Regions from separate parts of the Mus musculus genome. Here region 2 is linked to region 1. A link is a contact called in public Hi-C data. All regions are on one chromosome and are shown on one strand. Each heading gives the region's core, a stretch centred on a gene start, on an enhancer-like site or on the middle of the called end of the contact. The rest is flanking DNA. Distances are from core to core; before and after follow the strand shown. Region 1 has its middle 16 kb from the start of Gm45805. Region 2 has its middle 13 kb from the start of Gm31718.

The links. A called contact is a pair of places that touch in the nucleus more often than the background predicts.
Region 2: a contact with region 1 is called in a Hi-C map of liver, with 3 times the contacts expected there. The contact joins two enhancer-like sites. A contact is called at or near these places in 2 of 15 datasets of contacts at CTCF or cohesin (the NIH/3T3 cell line and large pre-B cells), 10 of 484 Hi-C or Micro-C datasets (B cells, the G1E-ER4 cell line, LSK cells and 6 more) and 6 of 115 datasets of contacts at active chromatin or transcription factors (the HPC-7 cell line, bone marrow-derived dendritic cells, heart atrium and 3 more).

Annotation. Positions count from the first base shown.
Region 1 is chr8:126,771,534-126,776,224 of GRCm38.p6, reverse strand. No RefSeq gene overlaps it. Among named protein-coding and RNA genes, the nearest start is that of Gm45805, 16 kb to the right of the region's middle. Within about 2 kb of position 1,319, at least 25 of the 459 cell types and tissues checked have an H3K27ac peak or open chromatin away from gene starts, as enhancers often do. A contact at or near this core is called in liver and pancreatic cancer cells, where this site is marked.
Region 2 is chr8:126,918,562-126,923,811 of GRCm38.p6, reverse strand. No RefSeq gene overlaps it. Among named protein-coding and RNA genes, the nearest start is that of Gm31718, 13 kb to the right of the region's middle. Within about 2 kb of position 2,826, at least 202 of the 459 cell types and tissues checked have an H3K27ac peak or open chromatin away from gene starts, as enhancers often do. A contact at or near this core is called in liver and pancreatic cancer cells, where this site is marked.

The DNA of each region.
Region 1 (4,691 bases), core at 70-2,569:
TGGCCCATCCTATTCCTAGGCCTCGGTGGGACTAGGGACCTAAATGACATCTCTGTCAGCTAGGGACCTAAATGACATCCCTGGCTTTTAACACCTTGAGGTCTTGCTTGCTTCCAAGTCCTCCACCATCTGCCACCTCACATTGCTCTTCTTAGCTTGTCTACTTCATGAACTTCCCAAAGATTCTCGGAAGTAGAACGCAAGGTGACAATGCCAAGGTGTGCCACCAACGTGTCACTGAACCTGCGTCACCTATACCTGTCAGCCTCCACCTAATCATTTGAAAATGTCGTGTCAGTTTCTATATTCCATATTTCACAGACTTAATGATTTGATACCCATGAGGTTCCCCAAATGACCACCATTCCTTGCTATGATCCAGTCCTTAGGACACACTGAAGATGCTCAATGGGTGAGATCATATATGTCTGTAGTATCAACCCTCGGGAGATGGAGGCAAGAGTTTGAGACCAGTTTCAGCTGTATAATTTGACCTTATCTCAAAAAAAAAAATGGGAAAGGCTTGAGATATAGCTCAGTGGTAAGGCACCTGTTAAACATGGGCAGCTGGCTATCTTTCACAAAACAGGACAGAACAAAACCCAGTTGTCCCAATAGTTTCTCATGGCTGTTTATTTGAAAGCAAGTTCATGGTCAGATTCCACTGAAGGCTTGGGGTCAGTTTTCCTGGGGCACTCCCTGCACGTGGCTCTGGCTTCTTATGTATGCCCTTGTAATCCAGTTTTATGGTTTATTTATTTGGTTAGCTCTTTCTGAGTCTCTACCCCGAGTCAGGTCTCACCCAAGACCTGGGACTCCAGAGATGGCTGAGAACTACTTGGTTGCCAGAAGAGCATTTTATTCTAAGTGCCCTTGATTGCGTAGAGCAGACCTGTCACTCCTCTGGAGAATGGGCCTTCTAAAGTAAGTGTAACCTCTCTGGTCTCCATGGCAGCAAACCCGATGGCATGAGTCTCTTAGTGCCATCATAGAAGAAATTTTATCTCTGCCCCTTAAAAACCTTAGGTCCTACGAGTTTGAATCCCTTGTGGGACCAGAGGGATTTCAACACAGGTCAGACGGTAGACCAGATGACCTTTGACACTCACCATGACACTGCAGTTTGGATGTTTAGGACTGGCTTACAGCAGGATCAACTTTGCCCTCCAGTTTTTTTTTCCCCCTAGGCTTATTGATATTTCTGGTCGAAGTCCACCAACTGGCATGATCTGACTGGCAGGGATTTATATGGCTTGAAAGTAGGGCACGGTTTCTTGCCGTTACATTTTACGGCTTGGCTGGGGCAGGAGGCCTGCCCTCCTCTCTCCAGTTTAATGTGTCATCGAGTGAGGCAGTTGAAGGAGGGCTGGGCATGGCAGGGTGGCACAGTCTCTGCCCCTTGCCTTGATTTCTCACCTGACTAGCAATCTTGCCATCTCTAAGGTTATTTTCAAAGGCATAATTTATATGTTACAGTGTGAGCAGGTAAGAAAACATGGCTTGGGCAAGGGAAATTCAGCTTCATGACTTATTTGTTCAATGAAGTTTTTTTTTTGAAACTCTGCCCTGGGTTAGACCTCGCCTGAGATCTAGGAATCCAAAACCCACCCTGCTGGCCAGAAGATCGCCACTGAATTACAGAGTCACACCGTTAGTACCACAACGGGAGAACACCCAGTGTTCCAGGGGACAGAAAGGCATCCATCTCATATAGCTAGGGAGCTAGGGTGCTCCCTGGAAGAGGTGACCTCTGCCCCATATCTTGAAGGATACATAGACGTTTTCTGGAAGAAGAGGTAGGAACACGGCCAACACGTTCCCAGAGACAGGTCAGGTAACACACACTCTGCATGGGACTTTAAAAAAAAATAATGTTCCATGGAAGTTAACCAATTTGTCCAAGGGCAAGATGATGTAGAGGGGTCATCACACACTCTCTGGGGAGACACCCAACTCATTATGGCCCTAGATAATGCTCATCTTCTACTAGGTAAGGAAATGTTCCCATCAGATGTAGAAGGGCTACACTTGTACCACTGTCCACGTGTGAAGATCAGGAATCAACCTTCAGGAGTTGGTTCTCTTCTTCCCCTGAGTGGGTGTCAGGGATTGAACTCAGGTCCTCAGGCTTAGAGGCAAGCACCTTTGCCTGCTGAGACATCCCAACACGACTTTCTGTAATTCTTACAAAGGCTATGTCGGTGAAGAAGGTAGTGACAGGCACCGTGTTTCTAACTAGTGGGTGAGGGGGCTCCAGGGAGGGAGAACAAAGCGTTCACCATGCTAAGGAGAAAGCCAACCTTCTCTGGCTCTGTCTCTGGTGACTGACAGGTATGCTTCTAGCATTTTCCTTTGGCTGAGTCTCAGTTTCCCCGTCTGCCTGTGTTATCAAAGCTCAGGCTTTAAAGGCCTGCACATGAAGCCATGTGTGTGTGTGTGTGTGTATGTGTGTGTTCTCATGTGAAGACTCTAGATAGGCAGGGTTGAAAAAACAAAGGGAGGAGAGATGAGGAAAGTATTGTGAGGACAGGAGAGGGTGATGGAATTCATGTGGTGTGAGAGCAGGAGAGGCTCTCTGGGGAAAGGAAAGTGCCAGACAGATGGGGCAGGCAGCAGAGCGGCAAATAGGAACGAAATATAAGCTGGATATGACAGCACATGCCTCTGATCCCAGCACTCTGGACATGGGAGCAGGAGGATCAGAAGTTCTAGGTCATCCGTTGCTACAAGAGTTCATGGCCAACCTGAGCGACATCATACCTCAAAACCATAAACGAAAGAATGTAACATAATGATGTGCACATATCACAATGTCACGGCGAAAGCCATTTCTTGCCTGCTATCTTAGAAAAAGTCAATATGATAGGGGCTGGAGAGATGGCTCATCAGGTAAAGCATTTGTCTCTTAAGCTTGATGACTGGAGTTTGAACCCCCAGGACCTGTGTATATGCTAGGTTGACATGATGTCCTGCCGTAATTTTTGCCTCAGCAGGAAGACAGAAATGAGATTCCCAGAGTAAGCCTGTTAGCAAGGACCCCACCTCCACTCCAAATACTTGGCTGGACAATGGCAGGCAGGTTGGGACTGCGCCCTTGGAGAGCAGCAGGTGCTGGTGGCTCTGAGTGGCTGTCACAGCATCTTGTGACAGCCACATGAGTTCACACCATGAGGCAGCCTCTTTTACCCTGGTTGCTCTATCCTGGTGGCCCAAGGTCAAAGTCTTGGTCTGGGTCTGTGCACTGTGCCTCCTTGCCATGTCCCTGACCGCACTGATGGAGCATGCGAGGAAGCAGCAGATGTCTCTCCTCCGCTCGACATTGACGGCGGCAGCACTCAGAGTCTCCTGGGGCCTCGGACAAATGACTGTTACAGGGACGGGATAATGGTGATATACGCAGGACCTGCCAGTTGGTTAGGCCGGTGGCTTTAATGGCTATCTTGGAGGTGACATTCCATTAGGGGTGATTGAACTTAATTTTAATGGCAGGATGACTTAATGTTTCATCTTCCCTCCCAGGCTCCAAGGTCAGTCAGAAAACTATTTTTTTTTTTAAACCCAGGAACTATGCCTCAAAATCTTTACAATGTGCCCGTTTTGGGTTAATGCTAAAACACTGAAGCATAATGTGTTACTGTACAAATGGGCTTCTTTGCCTACTTATGCCATGGCCTAGTGCCTTGGAGTCAGATAGCTTTGGGCTGAAGGTGAACTCCGTCTGTGGTTATATGGTTTCAGGTAACTTAGGCAGATACTCTACTTCAGTTTCCTTATCTGTGGAGTGGTGAAATGTTGGCCTTGTACAGGGCTGCCGTGAGGGTCACATTATTTTGGCTGCGTGAGTCACATGGGACTCTGCCCTAAACAGGGAAGAGTCATGGAAGAGCTTGCTGCTGTGCACCAGTGACCTCTCACTGGACGACGGTGTGGAAACAGCTTGAGGGAGGAAGGGTTTATTTTAGCACAGTGTTTTAGGTGATTTCACAGCCCCATGTTGGCGAAGGCACGGCACTAGGAGCCTTGTGTTAGTGGGAGACAAAGGCAGGTGACAAGGAGACAGAGATGAGATGGGAAGTGGGCCTGGACAGTAGCCCTCAGTGCCTCTCCCCTGTGATCTACTTCTTCTGTCAGCCAGAACTGGCTCTTAATGGTTGTATGGCCTTTTCACAACAGTGACCCTCGTTAAGGACCAAGTGCTCAAAGTAGGAGCCATGACAGACATTTTAGGTTTAAACTCTAGCATGGTATTAGTTGGGTAGGGAAAGACTGGAAGATGGTTGGGTCGGGTGAGGGGCTCAGGGAGGAAGAGAAGGGGGAGGCTGATATGGAGAGCACACTGGGGTCCTTTCAGAGGCGTGGGGAAACCTGGGCCCATGGATATCAGAGCTGGTGTCAGGGACTGGCGCTTGCAAGCCTGGTGGGACAGGGATGGAGCTTTAGAAGTCGTTTGCAGGGCTGGGTGGGTTTCTCAGTTCCTGGGGAAGAAGGAAGCAGGTGGAGGGCACAGCTGCATGATCAGGGGTCGAGAAGAACCAGGAAGGCTGGACAGAATAGCACCTCGAGGAAGCAGCCAGATGGTGTCGACCGGTGTGTCAGCAGCCTAAGAGGGCCAGGAGAGATGGAGAAGCTGGAGCTGCTGGGGTCAACTGTGGGCAGCTTGTGTGGGGGCAGGTTTGGTGGATACCAAGATC
Region 2 (5,250 bases), core at 1,577-4,076, 150 kb before region 1:
TAGACCAGGCTGACCTTGAACACAGGGAGATCTGTCAGCCTCTCCCTGTCAAGCTTAGATTAAAGGCATACATACATACCACTACACCTGGCTTGCCTAGTGTTTTGAAGTTTTTAACAGAGGTACTCATTCTTGGAAGCTGGGTGTGGTGGTTCAGGCCAGTATCTCAGCTGCTTCAGAGGCCGAGGCAGAAGGATTCGCAAGTTCAAAGACCAACCTGGGAAACCTGGTGAGGCCTCATCTCAAGGGCTGAGACTGGCTGTGGAGATAGCTCAGTTGCTAAAATGTTTGTCTTTCAAGCATGAGGACCTGAGTTCAACCCTTCACCCTCCCCAAAGCTGGAAAGGTAAAGTCTCAGAGGCTGGCCGGCCACACTATGTAGTACCCTGTAGCTCCAGGGCAGCGGGAGACTTTGTCAAATGAACAAAGTGTTTGCAGGACAAACTGAGGTGGTCTACCGGCCTGCACATGCAAGCACACAAACACACATATACACCTGTGCACATGAATGCACATACAAACACACATGTACAACATACATGCACAACACACACATAAGCACGACATACACACATGCACACCACATACACACGCCAATGCATACCACACACACATGCACACCACAGACACACACAGCACACGTGCATGCACATGCACACGCACACACACACTCGCAAGTTCGTGCTAGAGATGTAACTCAGTAGTAGAGCACTTGCTAAACATGCACAAGACCCTGACTGATCTCCACTGTGAAAAAAAAAATCAAACTATAACAAGAGAAGAGGCTCTTGTGAACAAGTCACAGGGAAGAGGTGCCAGGGGTGAGTGCTGGGAGACTGAATGGGTGTGAACAGCAGCAGCTGGCTGCCTCTCTGCTTCCTCAGTCCTTGGCTAACATGTACAGCTTTAGACCCTAGCAGAGACTGACTGTCTCCAAATTTGACACAGTTCTGTTTTGTAGGAGGGAGATTTGAATGGCCTTCTTTCTATAGGACATTCATCCACTTTCTGTCCAGCCAACAGTGACCCAGGTCTTGAGTTACATGACTTGATGACAGTGACTCTGCAGGCCTGGCAGGAGTGTGTCTAAAGCATGGGACCGTAGGAACCCACTCCAAACGTGGTTATGCTACCCAATGTTCAAAAAAGGCAAATGTGAGGTGAACAGAGGTGTGTGGGAAAGGAAGTATCCTGGTGCCATTTCTGTTGCAGTGAGGAGAAAGGGTTTATTTAGTTTTCAGACCCCAAGTAACAGCCCATCATTGGTAAGAAATCAACGCCAGAACTTCACACAGCCAGTCATATATCACCCACAGTCAAGAATGGAGAGAAATAAATGTATATATTCTTGCTTTCTTGTTTGTTCCTGCTAGGTTTCTCTATTAGTATACAGTTTAGGAACCTCTGCCTAGGAATGGTGTCGCCCACAGTGGGCTGGGTCTTCCTGCATAGATTAAGACAATGTCCCACAAACAGGACAACCCGACGCACACAGTCCCCCACTGAGACTCCTTCCAGATGATTCTAGGTTGTTCCAAGTTGACAATCAAAGCTGGCCACCATAGGGAATGAGGCTTGAAGTCCTGCCCTACCGGGTCGCATATTTAGGCCTCAGAGCTGACTTTGGATCTCCTGGATCTTGCCCTGCTTCCTGTTTCCTCAGGCGAGGCCACCTCCTCAGAGATACAAGAGCGTCAGGACTTGAACCGTTAGGCATCCCCTCCCTCCTCATTCCTCTCTCAGTTACCTAAACATAGGACTGCTGAGTTCTAAGTCTTCTGTGGTGTGTGTGTATTGTGTGCAGGTGTGCTTGTGTACATGCATGTGTGTCCTTGTATATATGAAGGCCAGAGATCCATGTTGAGTGTCTTCTGTTCCTCTTCACCTTATTTTTCTAGAATATCACCAAGCCTGGAGCTCACTGTTCAGCTACACTGGCATCCCAGGAGCCCCTCTTGTCCTCTGCCTCCTTAGCACCAGGATGTTCACATAACACCATGCCATGCTCTCCCACCCCCACTTTCTCAAAATGGGTTCTGGGGACCTGAACTCGTGCTTGCGCAGCAAGGAATTCACCCACTGAGATATCATCTCATCCCATTCCTTTCAGTTTGAGACAGAGTTACCTGGTTCAGGCTGGCCTTGAACTTGTGACCAACATCTTCCTACCTATGGGACCAGAGAGATGGCTCAGCACTTGAAAGGGCTGGCTGCCTTTCCAGAGGACCTGAAACCATTTCCAGCACCTATACAACAGCTCACACTTGTCTGTTACTCCAGTTTCAGGGGATCTGATGCCTTCTCCCTATCATCATGAGCAGTAGGAGTACACGGTCATGGTGCACAGATATACATACTCAAAAAATACCCATGACATAAAAGTAAAGGAAGAGATTCCTCTTTGTACTCGGATCATAGGTGTGTTGTCTCATGCCCAGCTGAGACGGTGGCTTTTGTACTGATTCTTACAGAGATGTCTCCTTGTGTGCTGATGTTCCCAGCAAGCACTTGTGAGTTTGCTTGCCTGAATGCATGGAATTGATTAGACACTGTGCACATGCCCGGATGTATACATCTCTGATTATATTGCCAGGGATTGGCATTTACCGAACAGTTCAGAGCTCTAGGCTGGGGGTGCTTCTGAGTCCCTAGGTAAAGTCCCAACCCTTTTTTCTCTCCAGGTAGCTCAGGCTGGCACAGACATCCTGCACTGGCTCACTGGGCCACTTGATGGCAGTGTGAGAATTGAGAAAAGAGGCTCTTGTCTTGCAAATCTTAGCAGCTCTCTCCCAGTGGCCACTTCTACCTCTGCAGCCACCCAAGCCAAACAGAAAGCTCTCTGCTCAGTCTACCGCTGTGCCCTGCCCCTTGGCCAGATCCAGGCCTCCACTCACAAGCTCTCCGCTCTCCCCTTTCCTGCCCCAAGCTGACAGCAGTCCCTCCTGGTTTTACTTCAGATTTTTGTGTTTTAATTTTAATGTAATTTTTTTTTTTTTTTGAGACCCGATCTAACTCTGTAGACCAGGCTGACTTTGAACTCGCAGAGATCCGCCTGTCTCTGCCGCCCAAGTGCTGGGGCGATACACATGTGCCACCGCCTTCGGCTCTTTGTTTTTAAAGTGTTGTCATCTGTGTGTTTCAGAGTCCCTGGGAAGAGGAGCAGAAAATATTATAAGAGCTGGTGGCTTTAGAACAAAAGCAGAAGTGCCTGAAATCCTTCTGGCCAGGGAGGTTGTTTTCTGGAAGAAGGAAATGGCAGAGAGGGCAGAGGAAAGGCAGAGGTTGGGGGGCCAGATCATATGGGGGTCACTACAGGAGGGTGGGGGGGCAGGGTGTGGGGACCTGCTGCTCCATTGTTGGGGAATCTGACACTGGGTTGCATCTTAAAGGCTGTCAGTTCTTGCCTCCCAGCTCTGGTGACAAAACCCTGCTGGAAGGGTTAAGGGCATCAGCACAAGGGCTGGCCTCTGGTTTGTAAACTGGCCTACCAGCCTCCCTCCCTCCCTCCCTCCCTCCCTCCCTCCCTCCCTCCCTCCCTCCCTCCCTCCCTCCCTCCCTCCCTCCCTCCCTCCCTCCTTCCCTCCTTCCCTTCCTACCTGCCTGCTTGCCTGCCTTTTGTTTCTTTTCTGAGACAGGGTTGGTTTCATGTAGCCCAGGCTATCACTAAACTCCTGATCTCTCTTCTTCCACCTTCTGAATGCAGGGATGATAGGTACCTACCATCACACTTGACTAGTTTCTTCCTCCCATAGGCAGATGGGATGGCCAGGCATGCTAGGAGGCTGAGGCAAATGAATTGTAAAGGGTTAGCTTAGGCTACACAGTGAGTTCAAGGGCCAGCCTGGTTTTAAGAGTGAGGCCCGGTCTCAGCCATCACCTCCACCCTCACAAGAGAGATGCGTGTGAGAAGGCCGAGGGAATCCACAAGTTGCCCACATCTTTCTCCCAAGACTTAGGCTGACAGCACTGCCCTCCCACCTAAGGAGATCGCAAGGAGATAGGCTGTGGCTCCTAAGGAATTTGCTGTGGGAAAAAATATTTCTCCAAACGATGACCAGGAAATATTGTCCTGACCAAGGTTGCTGCATGTGCTATCTTGGAAGCATGAGCTGAGGACTGAGTGCTATGTGATCTTCAACAGGGCCCAGTTCTCAGGCTCAGAACAGCCACCCCACACAGGCCACTAAGACCTCACTATCTCCCTTGGTTTACATTGCCATGCTCTCCTGTAGGACAGCCTTGACCTTGAGCAGGACCTAGGCTGGCTGGCTCAGCCTGTATGGAGGTGGGAGGCCACTCTCTGCTGACTCAGACCTGGCCTAGGGCAAGTTCATGCCTCCAGCCTGTGAGTAACACACTGGTGTTTCAGCTTCAAAGGCCTTCCCAGGATTAACCAATTAGTCACCCAGGAGAGCCACAGTGCGGGTTACTGTTGTCTTCACTAGGCTGGAACTGAGGGAGGGAGGGAGTAGGATCTCACTGCAGAGCAGCAGCAGCAATGAGGTGTAGGGTGTCCCACAGCGTGGGAGGGACAGGATGAGGCAAGATGGAGTTGGAGCTGATCACTGAATGAGAGTGAGAGACCTGGGGGAAGTCTCCGGGTCGGGGAGTGGGGGTTCTGGAGAGTCATGGTTCCATGCAAGGAACATCCTTCTTGGGACTGGGGAGATGGCTCAGCAGGTAAAGTGTTTGCTATGTTAGCTTAAGGACCTGAGTTCAGATCTTCCACAGATTACAGATCTTCCACACCCATATAAAAAGCTGGGCTTGTTGGGTCACATGCCTGTGACCCCAGAGCTGGGGCTGAGACATGGAAGACAAGAAGAGCTTTAGAGCTCTCTGCCCAGCTAGTTTAGCCAAAGCAGTGATGTCTAGGTTCAGTGAGAAAGTGTTGCACAGTAGAGAAAGGCTCTAAAGTCAGTGTCTGGCTTCCATCCACACACGCACACAGATGAACACACTTAAACACACACACATGCACAGATGAACTCATTTGTACACACACATACACACACTCATACAGATGAACTCACACACAGATGAGCTCACACACTCTCACACACAGATGAACTAACTCACACACACACACATACACAGATGAACACACTTACACATGCACAGTTAAGTTATACCCATAAGCATACACTGACACAGATGAACTCACACACACATGCATGCACTCTCACACACACATACACACAGATGAACTTACACATATACACACCTACACACATGCACACACACACATAC